Regions from separate parts of the Sus scrofa genome. Here region 2 is linked to region 1. The links are chromatin contacts, called in public HiChIP or PLAC-seq maps. All regions are on one chromosome and are shown on one strand. Each heading gives the region's core, a stretch centred on a gene start, on an enhancer-like site or on the middle of the called end of the contact. The rest is flanking DNA. Distances are from core to core; before and after follow the strand shown.

Evidence for each region. HiChIP or PLAC-seq counts read pairs in DNA pulled down with a chosen protein or histone mark.
Region 2: a contact with region 1 is called in an H3K27ac HiChIP or PLAC-seq map of skeletal muscle. The contact joins two enhancer-like sites. A contact is called at or near these places in 2 of 47 Hi-C or Micro-C datasets (psoas muscle and skeletal muscle) and 1 of 2 datasets of contacts at active chromatin or transcription factors (skeletal muscle).

Annotation. Positions count from the first base shown.
Region 1 is chr16:38,253,381-38,261,030 of Sscrofa11.1, forward strand. The region is part of intron 5 of PDE4D (cAMP-specific 3',5'-cyclic phosphodiesterase 4D); the gene reads right to left. Among named protein-coding and RNA genes, the nearest start is that of MIR582, 320 kb to the right of the region's middle. Within about 2 kb of position 4,906, at least 10 of the 83 cell types and tissues checked have an H3K27ac peak or open chromatin away from gene starts, as enhancers often do. A contact at or near this core is called in skeletal muscle, where this site is marked.
Region 2 is chr16:38,415,712-38,423,361 of Sscrofa11.1, forward strand. All of the region lies in intron 5 of PDE4D (cAMP-specific 3',5'-cyclic phosphodiesterase 4D), which reads right to left. Among named protein-coding and RNA genes, the nearest start is that of MIR582, 160 kb to the right of the region's middle. Within about 2 kb of position 3,875, at least 8 of the 83 cell types and tissues checked have an H3K27ac peak or open chromatin away from gene starts, as enhancers often do. A contact at or near this core is called in skeletal muscle, where this site is marked.

The sequences.
Region 1 (7,650 bases), core at 3,656-6,155:
TATTATATTTAGAATGGACGAGCAATGAGTTCCTACTGTATAGCACAGGGAACTATATCCTGTCTCTCGGGATAGACCATGATGGAAGATAATACAAGAAAGGGAATGTATATATGTATGACTGGGTCACTCTGCTATACAGCAGAAACTGGCACAACACTGTAAATCAACTACACTTTAATAAAAAAAACTAATGTAAAAGTAAATAATTTATACTAGGAAAAAAATACAAACTAACAAACTAGATCTTATTATTCTTACTCTGGACTTCTGACCACATGTGTGTTGTACAGCCTCTGAACTTCCAATTTTCCTTCTCTTACTTGGTAGTTATTGTACTGATCCTCTTCACTTACTCTAAAAAATTGAATGTGAGAAGCTATGGAAAAGACACCAAGAAGTGCAGGTGCTATATCTGTGACATCTGAAAAGCTTTAATTTTTTTTTAAATGCCATACAATAGGAGGTACTAATGTGATACTTAGAAAGTTACATCCCAGACTATTGATTTGTTGGTGGCACTCATTTCTCTTTCCAAGACTTGGACTCTATCCAGCATTTTCTCCTGGGCATTCTGAGGCTTAATTAGATAGCCACTGATGTGCTCTACTTTGCTTCTGGTAGTAACCAAGAGTAGCTAAGAGACTGTATTCTCTGATAGTCCTTGCAAATATCTGCTACTATAAAATCCCCAGAACAAACTGATAGATTTGAGTATAACTTTCCAAGAAGAGCACAGAGGATGATTTAAGGTTATCTAAGGTTTTTTGTTTCAGAAAATATTCAATGATGTAGTCTCTCCCATGACCGTATTAATGTAAGGGGCAAGAAAACTACAACATACTTTGTTTCTGGCCTGTGGGATGGTCGTGAAATACCCTCTGTCCTGCATTTAAATGTGCCTGAGATGCTGTTCCCTTCTATTTGCATAGCATCCACCCTATAGTTACCCTGTAAAAGGTTGCGTTTAACATCTCTTTTTGAGAAGACAGAAAGCAAAAGTTTTGAGATTTATTCTGGTTGGAAGACAAGACCATCTCTAGAAGAGTGACTTTTAATTTAATGTTTCCTTGAATGTTACTATAATTTTAAACAATAACATTAAAAAAAAACCAACAAAAAACCAGCATGTCCTAATGTTCCCTTGGAGAATTGTCAGAGTCCACCAAACTAAGTCTGAGTTCCTTGTTCTTTCTTTGCTTCCCAGGTAATTTTCATGCCAATCTTTTAGGTACTATATTCAAACCTTCAACATGAGTTCACTCACTTAACATTACTTTCTCAAATCTAACACGAGCACATCATCCCACTCTCTCCCTCCTCTAAAATAGAGATGAGAGGATATGGTTCTAAAGAAATGACTGGCATTCATTCCATGTCCACAGAGAAAATTTAGCCTTCTTATGAAGTAACCATATTTTTCTCTATGTCTCTCTTTCCCTGTTTTTGCATCAAATCAAATTTAACTCAATAAGCTATATATTAATCATATTTGACTTTCTCTAAAAGTATATTTTACTTACAAAAGCCAAAAACTCATCACCACTCATTTCCGATCTATTTTAAGCTCTGTATGAGGTGCCCAAGGTTGTATTTCTCAGCAATCAATGCTCATCAAATACATATGATTTGCTATAACTTTAATAAATTAGACTCTTTACACACTTGTCTTTCCTTCATCCTGACTGCTACTAGAGAGTGAAAACAATTCCAGAGAAAAATATTCTAGCTTAAAGCTAAGTGTATCAACAATACCATCATAATATCAATTCAGTGTTCAAAGAACAAAAAAGACACTATGCTAGACATGTGAGGATTTCACAGAAAATAAAATTATTTGTATTAAACAAACAAATTTGTAAAGGAGAAATTCAACAAAGAAATTTTGGCTAACATTTCAGTTGCTTCAATCAGGGAATTATACCTAAAACCTCTCAAAGGTCAAGATAAGCTTAGGTTACCTCCATGTTTTAAGGGTCCTGTATATAAAAAAGACATGAAGAGATACAAAAGCTGGGTTGCAAAACTGTGGGGTATTTTAAATGTTTTCATCAAATACCTTAACACTTTTAACTCCAGGAACGCTATGGAATGAAACTGCCATTCAAAAGATAAATGCAGAATTTAAGTGTGTGTGTGTGTGTGTGTGTGTGTGTGTGTGTGTGTGTGTGCGCGCGCGCGCGCGTACACACATACATAAGCCCTTTGACTCATGATGCATTTGAGGTTGTGTGGTCTGTTAAAAGCATCTTTTTTCATTATTGTCAAGATATTGTTGTGGCTGAATAGATACTCTCCTTTTGAGCACTGAGAGACCTGTGAAAATGTGAAATCAGAATATTCCACTTCTGTCCTCAACTTCTGTCTCAAATTTCCACCAGACTCTGAGCCTGTTGATTTTTCAAACAAAGCAAGTTGTTTTTTCAAACAAAAGGGTGATACTAACAAAAGGGTGATACTAAGGGTGATACAAAAGAGAATGTAGAAAGATATTTCATCAAATAGGCATTAATGGCATTCTTGTTGCACGTAAGGAAGCCCCTAGCCTCAGGAATTTATAGTCCCAAATTCAGTGATAAAAAATACAGTGATAAAAAAAAACGGGACCCACAGAACAGTGAAGACAGTACATTTAAAAAATAAAGCATTACATGAGAAATTAATATTCAAATAAAAGCAAATGAATGAGGTCAAAATCTCCCAAGTTTCAAAGGAGACCGGTCTATGACGGCCATTTGGGATATCACTCTCCCCTCTTAAACTTGTCATGAAAGAAGCTTGTTAGAACTATGCACACTGGGCATTTAAATACATAGAAACTCCTCCTTAGACATTCCAGTGCTTGCTATATTTTGGAAAGGATCAGACTGACCAAGGAAAGTAAAAATATCTTTGGTAGATCAAGAAGGCAAGTTTCATAATCTATCTGAAAAGCATACAGGAGAGCTTAAATTCTGCATTTCTTGAGATTTCTCAAACTATTTAGTCCCATATGCTATTGCTTTTAGCCTAAGCAGAAGTTAGATATTTACGATATTTGGAAACTTGTTATCATTATCTTAATGATAAAGAGTGGCTAGAAGCCACCATCTATTGCAAATATGCACAGTAATGCTTATAAGTCTTTGGAGAGCATACATTTTAACACATAATAAGCACCAGATGCAAATAATAAGCTTGAGAAGCTCATTCGGTAAGAACATAGAGCATATAGGAGGCATATATTTCTAATGTTGAATCATATCCTTAAATGTAAAAAATTAACATAATTAATAAAAATTAATGGTATTTATTTTGTTTTGAAGTAGAAGTAGATCGAAGTACTATTTACACCTTTAACTGCCAACTTTTATTTATCCCTTGTCAAAGTTTGCTTATGTGTCATTACTAGGGAAGGCTGTAATTTGATTTATTTTATAGCTCCCTAAAAAGTTCCTAGGGCATTATCTTTCATACTGTCTAAAAACAAATAAATAATTCTTGTGAGTTATTTTAATCCAAACTTTGAATGTTTTCTTTTTTTCTTTTGGTTTTGTTTTATAATGATTTTTATTTTTTCCATTATAACTGGTTTACAGTGTTCTTCCAATTTTCTACTATACAGCAAGGTGACCCAGTCATAGAAACATATATACATTCTTTTTTCTCACATTATCATGCTCCATCATAAGTGACTAGATACAGTTCCCAGGGCTATACAGCAGAATCTCATTGCTTATCCATTTATATGTTTTCTATACAAGTAAATCAGGACATATTTTCATACAAATTTAATGCATACTTCTATATAGGCCTGGTAGTTCCCGGATAAGTTACATTTGGTCTAAAGAAGAAAGATCTTATTCCTGAGATTCTGCAGACAATGTGACTGGCATTTGCTATTGATGCAATAGCTTGCAGTGCTATAGACTAACCAATCAGAAACTAAAAGTGTGTGAAGAATCAACCTTTCCTTGTAAATATCTAGAACACGGAAGCAAAGAAGGAAATCAAAGATTTTTCAGTGTCTCCTTTTTTTAAATAATTATTTGATTACAATAGGCTAACTTGTATGTAATGCTAAGATGTCACTGACAATTTATTGAGGTCATGAGGTCGAGATTTTTCCTATGACATAATAGATTAATAACATATTTACTCTGCTTCATGGTATCTAAATCTCCTGACTTTCCGCCTAGATCAAACTAGGTGGGCAAGCTTACAAGGCTGACTTTCCACCTAGACCAAAGAGAGTTTCCACTTTTGCATGTGAATGAGACCTGAAACACTTATAAACAACACAGTAGTATGTTGTTGTTGCTTCTCCGTATGTTGAATCAAACAAGAACCCTTTCCTGACATTTAAAGTGTTAAGGGAAAGTTAGTGTGACCAATTCTGGCTACATTAAGTCCATTAGGCGTGCCATCACACTTGTTTTCCAGATGCCAGTCACAGAATGTTTTTCCAATTCACCATTTAACTCTCAAAATCAGCTCTTAGAGTTGGTCAAATTCCTCCTACTTCTGCAGGTTCCCAAATCCCACCGACTAAGGTTAAAGTTTGCATCTTAGCTCCTATTCCGCAGACTTCAAAATTAACACAGGATAATAAACAGAAGTTACATCCCTCAGCCCAGCTGGCAAAGGCTTATTTGCAGGGGGCCTCCAGCTACAGAGGCTGCTGACAAAACGTCTTCCTAGCCATAAATAGGAAAGAGCAATACCTGTAGGACTTTGAGAAACGCAATCTTGATTTGACTCTTGCTGAGGGTCCTGGCACGGTGGCTCCCCAAGGATCCCAAACAAAAGCCATTTGTAAGAAAGGTGCTAGGGAGGCCGGAGACAGCAGCAAGTCAGAGTGGGTGCAGGGCCCTGGGGCTGGAAGGCTCCACATGGAGCAGGAGGCACTTGTGGCTGAGAGAGGGCATTCCCTCCGTACGCTGCTCTGTGCTGCCAGGGAGGTGGCGGGTGGCCGAGGCAGGGCTGGAAGGATGGCTGGGACTTCTTGCTGCTTGACACTTGCCCTTTGCTACAGAGCTTGCTTCACTCTGACCTTATCTCATCAAGAACATGAGAAACTCTCCCTGGCAAATGTGTTTTTAAATACAGCCCTGATTAAACAGCACATGCCACTCCTGGAAAGCAATACACACAGACACACACACACAGACACACAGACACACACACACACACACACACACACACACACACACTGTGAAAGGTATGCCTGAAGTCGGTGAACCTTTATATCAAGCATCAAGTTAAAAAAAAAAGTAAACAGTGGTCCTCTGTTTAAGAAGAAAAAAAAAAAGTAAAAAAGTAAATATATGCCCATGATGGGGAAAATCCAACAGAGATTTACTACATCTCACACACCTAGCTGCCAAATACTATTTTTCTTATATCATCTTCTCTTAGCCACAGGGATGAACATCATTATTAGCAAACCTTGCACAAGGATTTAATGGTCTGGAAATACTAGCGCCTCCCTGCAAGTCAGTGTGTGAGGAAAACAGGCAGATCACTTTCAATGGTTTTGGCAGCTCTCCCCTCAAGGAGATACCGCGTCACCTTGGAGGGTGAGTTATAGTGTGTGACTTGGACAACAGAGATCAATTTTCTTGCCCATTTTCTACTCCCCATAAACATTTCTTAACTCTCTGATAAGTCCCGTGAAACAACCTTCTTTTAGATTACATAAGTGATGGAAGCCGCAGAGATTCGTCTGTTTTCCAGGTCCAGCACATCTCCATGAGGCATGCATTTCAAGATACGGTGCTCCGGGAGTCAGAGGACCACAATGCCGTCACTGGTCCTCTTCACCAAGGGCTATTCAATGTTAACAAGGCGGCATAATTCCATCAGTCTCTGTCCAAATACGGTCCCGCCAGTGACCTCAACTGTAAACCAAGGCAGAACTCCACTTCCCCAGGATAAGATTAGAGAGGCCTGGAGTGCCTGACAGTGACTTAACCCCCTCTGAACTGGACAAAACTGACCTACCGCTGAGCCTGGTGAACTTCACCACATCTGCTAAATTTTGAGACCGCCCCCTCCCGAATAGCCCAATTCATGTCTCATATACCCAAGGGGGCCAAATTATTCCTGTAGTTTCTGTCAAACCTTAAGTCAGTATACTTGGCCCTTCTTTTCCTAACAGCATCCAGCACACCAGGGGTTCTTGAGAATGCTACATGCTCTGTATCAGCTTTGAGAATGAGTAACTGAAAACATTTTTACAGGTTTCAACTCTTTGCTATCTGACAGATGGGCTGAAAGAGTGAGTGACAGCTGACTGAATGGTGGCAACCTTGCAGGATCCAAGAATTCAAAAATAAACACATTCTCTCTGAATCATCTAGCAATATTTTAATGCTTTGCCAATGATACCTTTTGGCTTTTGAATATGGATTCCCATTTCAAAGACCAAGACCAGTGGTCACCCTCCTGGTATTCTTTGAAAGAGAAGGTACCCATACCTACACCAGTCTGCCTGTGTTGGTTTATGAAACTCCACTATCAGAACTTCATTCCATGATTATATTCCATTTCCAAGGCAGGGCAACTCTTGGGAAATCCAAACATTCCTGGCAGAGTCAACACAGAGCTGAATAACTTGTTTAGGAGAATGGTTTCATATGAGGCTGCAGCTAGACAATGCAAGAAAACTGGGAGTCTGGGTGAGAAGGGGGTATGTTCCTAAAAACTGGAAGGGGGAGCAGATTAGTGTTAAGCGGGGGAGTCGGGTGGACACAGAGACAGACAAGAGAACAGAAGGCTAAGCACTGGCTAAGATTCACTACTGTCACCTTCCGTGCAATACAAAGCTCTCATTTCATCTGGTGGCATTTCAAAGTTTGTAGGTCAAATAGCATCATTAGTTTTTAAAAATGAAAGCTGCAGTCCAAATACACAACACTGGAAGCAGAAAATACTGCTTGTGTTGTTATCCCAATTGCACTTGTCATGGCAAGACGGACCCCATCTTCCCAGGTAGGCTAAAACCAGCAACAGGCACTTTGATGAACACTTGTCTTTATCCATACCAATTTACATTCTGAAAAGAAGGTTCTGTTGACACCTGTCTGATAAAATGTAAGGGCATAATAATAATGCAGAATGAAAATATTACAGATCTAAAAGAAATGTTCTTTGAAGGAGATGCAAAGTTGTCTTTAGGGTTGTTCAGCTCTATGTCAACTCTGCCAGGAATGTTTGCATTTATTTTTCAGTATTGCCAAAACATTTCTTTTTTGCCCCCCTCTGCTTCTTGAAAGCAGACATCTAGAATAGTTAAGCAAGACAAAGACAATGGAACTATAAATGTGAAATGATGACCACAAAAATGGAAACTTTGGTCCTTTTTCCTAATGTGAAATTGGATGAAGACATAGAAGTCTCTGTCAATGTTAAAGTTATTTCTCCTTAAATTACTTACCACCCTCCTTCTCATTTCTTCTTTACACTTAAGAATAATCCCCCTTAGGTTACCAGGTCTCAGTAAGGTCACAAAAATAAGTTATTTCTTTCTGAGATTAATTATAAGCAAAGTTAAGCCTTGATTTCAAGTATAAACATTAACATTATTTTGAAGGTCTGACTAATACTTCACAGACATGAGAATTTAGACAATTGGGAAAAAATTTTTTATTTAAAATAAGCTGTTTGCTA
Region 2 (7,650 bases), core at 2,625-5,124, 160 kb after region 1:
ACCCAGATCTCTTGTGTTCTGGGTCTATGTTGCATTTCCAGCAGTGCATGTGCCATTTCTGCTTGGACAATCACAAAATTCTCAGACTCAGCATGTCTAAAGGGAATAGATCATTTTACCCTAAAACCTGCCACCCTCTTATGCTACTAGCTCAGTGAATGGGACTAGTTGCTCCCACACATAGTGAATCACCAGGTCCCACTGAATGTACTTCTTAAATAGCTATTTCTCATATCTTTTCACATCTCTTCATCCCCAACCTTGCTGCTGGTCCAAGAGATGAATGCTCATTGTCTGAAATATGAGAAGAGGGTCTTCATCGGAACTCCCTTCCCCCAGCATCTTGCTTCTCCAATCTGGTCTCTAGAATGCAACCAAATCTTAACAACCTCAAAGGCTTTCCATTTTGTTGGAATAAAGTCCAGAATCCTCAGCATGTCCAGCAAGGCCCCCCTCCCCGCCCCCTGCCTGCCCACTTAAATCTGTTTCCAGCTTCATCTCCTTCTCTCTTCAGAATCTGCAGCTACCACCTGCCCCTTTAAGCTCTACCAGTTCAGTCACATGAAGACACCAAAAGGTTACTGCCTTTGGCCTTTGCATCACTCTTCTCTCGGTCTGCCTTGGCTTCATCTGGCTAATTTCTACACAGTCTTCTAAGTTCAAGCGCGTTTTCCATGAACCATTCCTGACCCACCCGGGCCTATGGCCTCAAGTCCAGGAAAGCTGCCCTCATAGGGAGCATCCCATATTCAGCCTCATCCTGAAAGTTACTACACATCATTTGTAACTGCTTGTTTTATCATCTAGCTTTACCATTAGACCTCTGGCTCGGTAAGAACCACAATCAACAGGTGTGACTCTATTTGCTCATTTGTCCAACGCTAATTACATTAAGTCCATGATAGGTACTCCACAAATATTTATTAGATGAACAAATCTAAATGGAATTACATACAAAGACCACAGAGTTCAGATTTCTGTTTTTGCCCTTAGCTGTCTGATCAAAGTACTACAGGAAACAGTACCTGATAATTAGCTATAGGCATTATAGTTACCTCCCCACTATAGAGTTTCACCACCACCACCTCCAAAAATCCAATAATTTGCTAGATTTAAATCTATTTGACGCTACTTCTTTCAGCATTGGTGAGAACTGTAGCAACCATCATTATACTTAAGAAAATTAAATTACTAATATCAGTCTACCCATTTCTCCAAGAAAATGAAATTACTTCTCTACAGAATTAAAATGCCATTTCCTAGAACTAGATGGAGAAGCCAATTTTCTTTTGTGTTTCCTGCCTCAAAAAAGAATATGTGTCTAGACAGAATATTAGTGAAGTTTTTCCATGAGATACCCTTTTCCACTAGAACAAACTCCATTATCCCTATACAATGACATAAATAGCTCACTGTACCTGTTTACTTTCTAATTTCAAAAATGAAAAAAAAAGCAGTGAAAGAAATTTTAACTCATATTCCCAACACCGAATTCTGATTCAAAGAAGAAAAAAAAAAACACTATGGATTTACATATCTTTCTTCAAATTTCCAAATATTATCATAATTCATTCTGCTGAATCAGTTTCCTTCTACATTTGCCTTGTCATATTTTTTGCAGTGGTGGTTCTCAGACTTCTGCACACATCAGAATCTTCAGAGGGATTTGAAAACACAGGTATCTGGGCCCATCACCAGAATCTCCAATCCATCAGGCCTGAGACTGAACCAATGAATTTGCATTTCTAACGAGTTGCCAGGTGACATCGGTGGGGACCGCACTTTCAATGTAACTGATACTTGCATCTTATGATAGAGAAGCACATTCTGATCTCTGCCTATGTGGTTATAACATGGCATTCTGACATGCCCTATTCCACTGTCCCTTCCTTTTTATTTTTGGTTATCAGTATCTACCTGTTTTGCCACTGAATATGTGAAGCACGTACGCAATGCTGAAACTTAAGAGCACAGGGGCGCCTCATTGTCTTAAAAAGACAGGTCCCTTTCTGCAACTTTAATTTAAAAAAAAAAAAAATTACCTAGAAAAACAACCCGAAGCTCGCTCTAAGATTGTTACCTTCAACGGCAAACATGTTTTGCCTCAATTGTGATTTCTTTGTTCAAGAGCCAAGCTAGCAATTAGGCTGGCACAGGAGGAGAAGTCATTTGTTTAATATGATGATAGTGTAGCCCTTGGTAAACCCTGGAACAATGAGGGCCCACACAGAAGCTCATTCCAAGTTCTGGTTCCCTCTCTCCTCTTGCTACATAAACGGCAGCCACTCATTCTGAATTCTCAGAGCCACAAAGGAAGGGGAAGTTTTTTGATCCTGTCACATCCTCCCCCATTTAAACCATTTATAGTCTTAAATTCTTGCCCCTGTTTTGTTTTTTATTTTTTGGCCACCCCTGGCATATGGAGTTTCCAGGCCAGAGATCAGATCCAAGCCGCATTTGTGACCTACACCGCAGGATCCTTTGTGCTGGGCTGGGGGTCAAACCTTGTGTCCTGGTGCTGCAGAGATGCTGCCACAGCAGGAACTTCTGCAGCCTTAACCTGAAGGAGCAATTTGAAGACATCTTCTTGAAACACTGCTAATGGTGAAGTCCACCAACAAAGTGACATTGGGCTTCTGTTCCCTGTAGGTTCCCTTGACACATCACTGTGCTCAGAAGAGCAAGTTGAACACCTTGTCTTGAGTTGGCTTGGGAGGAGGGTTTACTTTTGCCTTGTAGACTTGTTATTTCAATTTTCTTCTTAAAAGGAAAGTCTTTGAGAGTTTGAATTTTCATCTATTCCGGCATAAGCTGTATCAAGTAAAGGGTCTCAGGATTAAAAGAAAAGTGATGCCCTTAGTAATGGCTTCTGAGGAAATCAGACATACTGCACTCTATCACAAGGTACTGTGTAAGTTCCTACTCTTTTCAAAGGTTCTTTTAGAGCAGGGACTCTGCCTTATTGCTGTATTCCTAAATCTAAAACAGTGCCCCCAAAATAGAAGGCACGGAATATGGAACATTTATTGCCTGAATGGCTCTCATTATAAGCTTTCATTATATGGGGATGCACAAAAAAAACTAAAAGAAGTGTGACATGATACCAAAGTTCATAAATTAAATGTTACCAGAACAGAGATTTTTTTCTACAAATGAAGGACATGAATCAGAAGATATCTTACTAGATTATAACCTGCCTCAATCCCCAGTTTACGAATACATCCATCACCAGGTTTCTGGCAACAACACAGACATTTATATTTCATTTAAATCCTCAGTTATCTTACTAGATTATAACCTGCCTCAATCCCCAGTTTACGAATACATCCATCACCAGGTTTCTGGCAACAACACAGACATTTATATTTCATTTAAATCCTCAGTTTTATACTTGGAAAATGCCCAAATAAGTAAAACATTTTTCATTTAAATTGTCTGCCAGTTTATGTAAAGGAATTCCCTATGAGACACCCCCTTTACAGAGGGAACATAAAATTGTGTAGGAAGGGCATGTGATTATTAAGTGGACAAGTGTGATTGCCTTTCTTTCTAAAACTGATGGTTTCCTCAAAGGTCTTCTCCATTGTGCAGTTTTTATCAGCTTATAGGGCTTTACAGCCCCTTCAGCTCAATCTACTCACTGCAGCCTCAGCCCATCTGCGTTCAGGAAAGAATTCTTCCAGGGAGGGATCCATTCCAAGAACTCTGGCTGCAATGAGATCAGATCTAGATCTGGAGGTCAGCTGTGATTTCTGGCTCCTGCGTAATCTCCTTTTCTTCCCAGCTTACTCAAACCGCTAAGGTCTCCTTCATGGCCACGAGGCCCCACATCAGACGTTCAAAATAGGACAGCTTCTGACCACGATGCTTTCTTGCCAGTTCTAGCTTTGGACCTCCTGTAACCCAAGACGACCTAATCCAAGCCAGGCTCTCGGATGCCCTTCGGATACAGCTCCTCTAATGAATCATAAGACCATCCTCTAGGGACAAGGCGGTTCTCCGAGGTCTCCTTTAGCACCAGAGTCTATTTTTTTCTGCCAAGTTCTGATTGCCTTTCCCTAGTCCCTCTTGCTGAAATCCCACTGAGCCCCTTATTGACACCCTAGGTCTCAAGAAGGTACAATTTTGCTGTCCCAAACTCATTTTCAGGGCTCGGGGTCTAATAATGACTAGTCATTCATCTCCCAACAAGCACATTGTACAGAGAATAGGGACTGGGCTGGAGGGAGGGCATCAAAGAGGTCCTTGTCACTGAACTACATTTCTACAGAATAATATAACTGGTGGATTCTCATATCCAGCAAGGATCAAACTGATGTACTATTTTAGCACTCGTGCAAAAACTCTCCTCTGATTTCTGCACTGGATTTTATTTTATGGAAAAGTTCCATGATTTTTAATATACTATATCATCTCCTCATACCAAGTACTTTCATACTTTAAGAATTACAAAATGCACTCATCAAAAATGTTTGGCACACCATGTGCTACATATTACATATTATGTGTTTATATATTTCTAAAACCCTGAACAAACCTCTCTCGGGTTCTGTTTAAAATACATCCACAAAGCATAAGTCAAGTATGAGGGAAAAACAGAACATCAGCTCAGAAAACCAGTACCTACTCTACAGGTGCTGTAATTTGAAATTTTGGTGAAATGACTTTGAAAATTAGCTATGCAAGAAAGAAGAACAAAGGCAGGCTACAATATTTCCTTCCCTTCAGCAACATTAAAGCCTGAGAAATGAAATGTCCAAACCTCTTCCAGAAATAAAAATCAATTGAGAAGAGCAACCCAAAGAGCATTAATGCAATCAGTCTGCATGCTGCCAGCTAATTTACAATCCATGACGAGCGAAGCCAAGTGGGAGTTATTTACGTTTGTTCTTCTGGTAGAATAGAAGGAAGGAGAGTGAAAAGGATCTGCTGAATCAGATTGTTTGACTGAGGAGTGACAGAGACGTTTTCTTCAATTAATAGCCAGCTGCATAACTTGAGCTAATGCCAGCTGGGCTTTCGTCATGAAGTAACACAAAAATAAATGATTCTATACTCAGGTGCTGGCTGTGATGCAGTGAATTAATCCATCCAAAGCTGGAGCAGGGAAGGGGCAAGCGATCATGCCACCTGAATTTTATGAGCATATTTGGCCACTGTCTACGGAGACTGAGGTAATGCTAATTGCTAAATGTCCAAATAGGTCCAAGTGGATGCATAGACTTGTTTGAATAAACAAATTCTTAGACAGGAGAGACCAAAGAGGGCAGAAATGGCCTCATCAGGGCCATGCTGATTTCTTCACCAATGAGTGAAATTCACATTCATGTTCAAGTCACATGGTCAAGGGGGAAAGTGGGCAAAAAGGGTTTCATTAAGGGCATCCACCTATGGGAATTCCTGAGGGGAAAATAATGACTACAGCCACATAAAAGGAATTTGGTATTTTTTTTTTTTCTCTTTGGGGGCCCATATGGAGGTTCCCAGGCTAGGGGTCAAATCAGAATTGCAGCTGCTGGCCTATTGCCACAGCCACAGCCACGCCAGATCTGAGCCGTGTCTGCGATCTACAGCACAACTCAGAGTAACACTCGATCCTTAACCCACTAAGCAAGGCCAGAGATCAAACCCACATCCTCATGGATACTCGTTGGTTTCATAAGCCGCTGAGCCACAGTGGGAGCTCCAAGAATCTAGTACTGGTTTAAAGAAGTCAAATGCCTGCTAGTACATTCAGAAGAGATGAACAGGCCCAGCACTAGGATTTTTCTAGTGAGGTGCCTGTCCCGGTGGTCACAAGTCCATGTGTCTTCTGGCTGCCTAACTACATTCCCGTCTGTCTGGATGGAAGGGTGCCCACCCACAAGCCAGACCATTTCATTACGGGAAAGATTCCGAGGTTCCATGTGTCAGGCAAACTCCACTTCCCCATCACTTCATGTAAACACCTCTTCTCAGGGAATTTCTTACAGAAAAACCCACTTGAAAGCACATAACCAAAAGGAAGGTCGGAAAACCAGAAGCTCCATAGGAATCTATGTATGGAGTGTTCAGACAGAAAATAAGTAGGCAGCAGTAGCGGCTTGACCTGTGAATTCTTTGCCATCTGTTTGCTCCCTCAACTTCCAAACTGTAGCCCTGGAAATATAAACACCCAATTCTAAACATTCACAGGCCTGCGGCAGCAAAGTACCACAGGCCAGTTTCACAACTGGGGCATGCAGACTATAAATCCTGTAGTGGCAGGAGGTGGGGGTGGGGTGGGTGGTGCGGAAACGGACCGTCACCACTCAGCACCCTGCATCAAAGGAAACTGGGCACAAGGATGAGGCGATTGGCAGCCAATTCTTGGATTCTCTCATTCATGGAAGAAGGATCTCAAGGATTGAATTACCCAGGTGACGCGAGTTCTACTCGTGCCAGAGGGCAAAAGCCATAAGGCTGCCAAAGGCCTTGGCTGCTCTGGATTTAGGCAGAATTTTCTGGTCTCTAGTGTGAACCAAGAAGAGGCCAAAGTGAAGAAGTGCTGGAAATGGAGGTCCTCACCAGCTCTGGTGTTGACTGCTCCTATTCTGACTTGGATTTTAAAGGAGGACTCAGGGGACTTGGTCCAAAGATCTGTCTCTTTAAATCTGTCATCATGAGAGACAAACCTAATCTGGCAACTTGAAACTGATAAGAAACAGTCTTTGCAGCTGGACACACAGAAAAAGTGCAAAGCAAGAAACCTGTCACTCTTAGTTATATTCAGAACAACAGAGATTCCTACCACCACATGGTACCCAGTGCAATCAGTGGTTAGTTAGTCTGGGAGATCCTAAACTATAAACAAAAAGCTGTCTCCACAGTGAGTACTACGGGAGGTGACCTGTTAGGAAGTTGCATTAACAAGTGCGTCTTCAAACGTCATCTATAGCAGATGAATGGATGAACATGATGTGGTGTACACACACACACACACAAACATACACAGGAATATTACTCAGCCATCAAAAAAGAATGAAATAATGTCATCTGCAGCAACATGGATGGACCTAAAGATTACCATACTATGTAAGTCAGACAGAGAAAGACAGATATCCCCGATATCACTTACATGTGGAATCTAAGAAAATGATACAAATGAAGTTATTTACAAAACAAAAGCAGACTCACAGACATTGAAAACAAACTTGTGGTTATCAAAGGGGAAAGGATGATGGGAGGAATAAATCATGAGTTTGGGATTAACCAATCCACACTGCAACGTAAAAAATAGACAAACAACAGGACCTACTGTACAGCCCATGACTATATTCAGGATATTTTAATAACCTATAATGGAAAAAAATCAGTATATATAACTGAATGACTTTGCCATATATCTGAAACTAACACAACATTGTAAATCAACTATACTTCAATTTTTGAAAAATGTCGTCTGTAGTGTCAATGGGTGCCCTAAGTATAACGCCTTGCAGCTCAGCAATTTAGAGACAGAAAAAAGGCATAACTTCTAGGTGTGAGTATTGCATGAGGATATCTCCCAAGTATTAGTTTCTGTCTTTCAACAAACTGACTCTCCTAACATGAAGCATATTCTTTTCTAGCATTCTCTATATCACAACCAAATACATGAATGGAAACAGAAAATTCTGATCATTAATGTTT